Regions from separate parts of the Ovis aries genome. Here region 2 is linked to region 1. The links are chromatin contacts, called in public Hi-C maps. All regions are on one chromosome and are shown on one strand. The core of a region is the stretch at or near the end of the contact, and the rest is flanking DNA. Distances in the headings are between cores, read along the strand shown.

Region 1 (2,531 bases), core at 24-2,523:
TACATTTTATGTTAAAACATTTAAGTAATACAGAATTACATGGGGTAGAAGATAAAGTTTCCATCTTACAACCACTCCCATCCCCAGTACCATTCTTCTCCCCAAAGGTGACAGTGAGTATAGTTTGATGTCTTTAGGTCCTTCTAATGTTTTTATATATGTCCAAATATAAATTTGTAATTTAAAAATCCATAAATGGGATATTATCTGTATTATTCTATAGAACTGCTTCTTATCCTTTTCCTCATTTCTCTACAATATATTTTGGGGGCCCTTTCTGAGTCAGCATATCCAAATTGGCTTTTTTTTGGTAAATTGGGTGTTACCATCAGTTATTTACACCACCAGCAACAGATGTAGGTTGTTTCCAGTTTTATGCTATTATAAACAGTGCAATAGTAAATAAGGTACTGCAGGCTGTAGCAATTAGGAGCATGAACTTTGGACTTTTAAGACCGTGTGCATTTGAATCCTGGCTCCTTCACGTTATAGCGGTTACTTAACCTTTCTGTGCCTCAGTTTCCTCAACAGTAAAGTGGAGAATATGGATTTTAGGAAAAACCCGATCAGCATAGAGTTCTTCAACTCTATATGGCACACCGTTAAGTGTTAAATGCTATTATCGTCATCATTATAATCATTATGTATAACATCTTTGTGCACCTACACAAGGGAGTTGATTTCTAAAGATGGAATTACTGGGTTAAAGTTAAGCACATTTAAGAGTTTGACAAGTTTTGCCAAACTGCCTTCCTGAAAGTCTTTAAGGATTCCTACTTTCATCCACAGTGGTTAAGAGTGCCTTTCTTACGTTGGTCACTATCCATTTTACATATATTTGCTCTCCTATGAGAGATCTGTGCTGATTAGCTCTTGTCATTCTTAGTGTCCTTTATTGTCAAGACTGAAGTGTAAGGCTTCTGGTGGGCGTCCAGGCGCGTTTGGGCCACTAGCTCTTCACCAGAGGAGCTAGAGTCCGCGGCTTCGGGTTCTGCTTTGTCCACAGCCCGCGCTGCCTCTCTTTAGTGGAATGCATGTGCCCTGAAACATGTCTGCTGCTTCTTTTCTTTTGGGTGGTTTACGTAAAGTGAAATTAAAATCCCGTATTTACCTCAAAAAGAGCTAAAAGCAACAGCAGAACACCAAACAAATATCCGGGAGTAAGCGCTCATTGCCAGAGTTTAAAGATTTAACAGACATCACATTTGAGGCGAAAGAAATGTTAGACTTTAAAGAAATGTGTCTGAGCTTGTCCTTTAGCAAACTGGTGTGCAGCCTCCTTCTGAGTCAGGGCTGGAGCTGGCGGGGCTAAAGGAATGCTTCAGGCTCCACCCAGCCCTGTGGGATTAAACCATGCAGAAGCTCTCTAGTGCCCTCTTCTGGCCAAATTGAGGAGCTACATGCTTGTCAGAATGTTCCTGTATCCTCCCAACATTCAGAATATTTGTTTACAAAGTTAACAAAAAGAGTTAAGGAAGAGGGGAAATTTGGTGTTTTAAGAGAGAAAAATTAAATTGCTGACTGGAGTGTTTATTAATATCTATTTTTTTCAATTGAGAAAACCAAAAGGAAAAACAAATATAACTATTTTTCACAGCATCCTATTGAGTACACTTTCAAAACAATGAAAACCATATATCCACCCTACAAAACTTCTACAATTCCTAGACCTTCAGATACACTCACTCAGTGTTTCCTGACCAATACAAACCTTATTTAAATAAAAGGGAGGGGATATATGTATACCTATGGGTGATTCATGTTGAGGTTTGACAGAAAACAGCAAAAATCTGTAAAGCAATTATCCTTCGATTAAAAAATTAATTAATTAAATAAAAAATAAATGCTTAACATACAGAAAAATGTGAAAATAATATGCTAGCATCATTAAGGACTTTATAAAACTATAGCTACTCCTTATTTACCTGTGTTCTTTATATCTGAATTGTCCTCTGGGAATGACCGGGTGAAACAGAAAACTTTTCTCCCCCTTGCAGCTGTCAGAGTTGAAGGTTTTCCTCTGACTTCCTTCAGATCTTTACTCAGAAGTCAGCTAATTCAGAAGTCAGCTGAATTTAATTTTGAATGCCTGAACACCTAAACGATGGCTAGAACAAATGGAAATTGAATCTTCCCAATTGCCATTCTTGATCTAGTTTCCCCCTGCTCCCTTCACTTTCCAAAGCATGCCAAACTCATGACCTACCCCCAAAGACATAGTGACTATCTGAGTAGATATCTACAGTTTCACCTTCTGCTAGCATGCAAGCTCTAGATAAAGTATAGACTTTTGTGTGCTGGGCTGAAGTAGCAGTCATCAGCAGGGCTGCCTCGATAGCTTCAAAGGAGGAGGTGACTGCATACCCAGCACAATATTCACCTTTGCCATTTTTCAAATAAGAAACATCCATAAATCATGCAATCTCAGCATTAGCAATAGTAGTTTCTTGTAAGTCAGCTCTAAGGATTAATAACTGCTGAGTCAGTTATTAATGAGTTATTATGAGGAGTTTGGTGAGTAGGTAAAGGGA
Region 2 (2,531 bases), core at 17-2,516, 310 kb before region 1:
AGCATGAAACTAGCTAGCAGCTCAGTGGTTTATCCCACTGTCCCTACTGGGGGAAGGTTGGAGCTCACGGTCTAGGAAGGAAAGGTCTTTCTTTCAAGACTGGTCCAGGGTGAGCCCTGGTGATTCCAATAGAAAGCTCTGATCTCAGGTGGCCTCAGCCTGCAGTGGCTTGAAACAGGGTTTCGGTTCCTGCCCAGAGACTGAGGCTGGGTCTCGGAGATGAGAGCACCAAATCCTAGCCGCTAGACCAGCGGTCTGAGACAAGACCCTAGCTCTTCAACTCTGCAGAAAAGAATTCCCACAAAGACAGCAAGGAGTGTAACAAGTGAAGTATTTATTAGGAGGAGGAGAACACGGTACGTGTGGATAGACACATGGGCGGACTCAGAGAGCTGCGCCCTCGTGATAGTTTGATTCACTTTTATGAGACGTTTCTTCCAGGTTTCCTTTGGCCAATCATTTCGATCTGTCTGGTTCTGGGTATGTATTTGGTATATCTCAGGAGCCTTCCATGTCTATGCACATCTCTCAGCCGAGATGGATTTCACCCAAGAGGCCTGTGGGTAGTTGGCGTCACTCCACTTTTGACCTCTTAAGGAGATTTCTAGTTGGGAGGGTTTCCTTGACTTCGAGAATGGGAAATGTATAGTCTCTTATCTCTTCTCCAGGCAGGGCTCAGCCTCCTCTCTTGATTGTACTGCTACTGATGTTTCAGAGTTTCTGTCCACGGGGAGTGAATTCCAGTTGCTTTCCCTGGTGGGTGGTGGTGGGGTGGGGACATGCTCCATCTACCTGCTGCCTCTGTTCTACCCTCCAGAGTTTGCCTGGAAGCAGCTTGTTTTAGGGATCTCTGTTCCTAACTATGAGATTACTTGGAGTGAGGTATGTGAGAGCCACTTCTGCTCCCAGTTTCATTCATTTAGTCCACCCTTTATCAGAACACATTTCTTTTCATTACCCGGTATCCTGAGTGATACTTGATGGCTGCAGACCTGTGCTCAGTGACCATGAGCCTGAGGCTCTGAATCTGCCAATGATGGGGCAGAAAGGTGGGGAAGAGAGCCAGCTTTCTTGGAAAAGTCCTAGGTCCTTGCTCCGCATTCCAGCTTCCCATGCCATCTCCAGAATCCTCAGAAACAAAACAGGGGAGAAGCCACTATTCAAACAGGTCTGGGGGGAACATAGGAGCCTCTCTGCCCTCTGTAAAGAGCACTCACCAGAGGCCACAGGGCAGCAGTGTCCCCACCCAGTCCGAAGCAGCTGGAACAGTCTGTTCCCACAACAGGGCTGCCAAGGCCTCTCTCGGCACACTCACAGACTCTCCATTGAGTCAGTCTTGCTCGTTCTTTTGATTTGGATGCCTGAACCTATCCTCTCCATCCAGAAATGTAATTACACAACCATGCACCCCAACCCAAGCACATCCCTTGGGCATTTCCCAATAGACACAAAGATCCATTAGCCCATAGTGAATTCTGACCTTCTCTGACCAGTGACACACCCCTTCCCCTTACATTCCGTGGAGAGAAAATGCCATACATATTCATCACATTTCTCTCCATGGAACACAGAAGAGTTGCTTCTGCATGGTCTGGCACTTGGCATTTTCATTCTTGATTCCCCAGAGAAAGCAAGATCCAGTTTCCTGGACCCGCTTTTGGAGGTGGGGACCCCAGTCCCCCCCAGCCCATCCCATTCCCAAGCTTTTAATCAGAATAGTCTCCCCCAGGAGACCTGATCTTATCAGAATAGTCCCCCCAGGAGACCTGATCTTTGCTGTGTTGCATCCTGAGGCTGGGCTTCCCTGGTGGGTCAGGTGGTAAAGAATCCACCTGCAAGGCAGGAGACCCAGGTTCGATCCCTGGTCAGGAAAAGCCCCTGGAGAAGGGAATGGCTACCCACTTCAGTATTCTTGCCTGGAGAATCCCATGCACAGAGGAGCCTGGTGGGCTGCAGACGACAAAGTCACAAAGAGTCGCTGAGCAACTAAGCACACAGCAGACACACATCCTGACACCAGCAGGGGAGCAGGTACCCAGGCCTGGACCAGGATCTGTGAGAAGGCAAGGCCAAAGCCTAAAAGGTCAAGTCATGACAGATTTGTGAGACAGGAAACGCTTATCCTCCTCCCCTCCCTCAAACAAAGCCCATCGTCTAGTGATCTTATGCTGCCAGCTGCTTTTTCCATTACAGTATAATGGAAGGCAATCTGGCAAATTAATTCTGATTCAGGCGTTCTTTCCTTCCATCAATCTTTCAGCTAATCCTGAGTGCCCAGTATGAATGTAAGTACTTTATTTGTCCTGGCAGCACTTGCTAAAAATATCTTACAGTTTTTATTCTATTAGTTCATTATAGTACATGAAATGAAACATACAGAAAGTTTAAAAGAGTTCTTGAACTTAGTAAGCAGTCAATAAATGTTGGCTGTTATTTATTCATTGGTTTTAAAATATTTATTGAGTACCTGTCATGTGCCAGACACTGTTCTAGGGCTGAAAGAACAAAGAAAACAGAATGCATCAAGTTTC

The links. A called contact is a pair of places that touch in the nucleus more often than the background predicts.
Region 2: a Hi-C map of tail adipose tissue shows a contact between it and region 1, with 5 times the contacts expected there. The contact joins two enhancer-like sites. A contact is called at or near these places in 11 of 16 Hi-C or Micro-C datasets (blood, hypothalamus, liver and 5 more).

What each region holds. Positions count from the first base shown.
Region 1 is chr12:63,446,038-63,448,568 of ARS-UI_Ramb_v3.0, reverse strand. No RefSeq gene overlaps it. Among named protein-coding and RNA genes, the nearest start is that of SHCBP1L, 16 kb to the right of the region's middle. Within about 2 kb of position 1,273, at least 26 of the 54 cell types and tissues checked have an H3K27ac peak or open chromatin away from gene starts, as enhancers often do. A contact at or near this core is called in tail adipose tissue, where this site is marked.
Region 2 is chr12:63,754,001-63,756,531 of ARS-UI_Ramb_v3.0, reverse strand. All of the region lies in intron 13 of NMNAT2 (nicotinamide nucleotide adenylyltransferase 2), which reads left to right. Among named protein-coding and RNA genes, the nearest start is that of LAMC2, 91 kb to the right of the region's middle. Within about 2 kb of position 1,266, at least 23 of the 54 cell types and tissues checked have an H3K27ac peak or open chromatin away from gene starts, as enhancers often do. A contact at or near this core is called in tail adipose tissue, where this site is marked.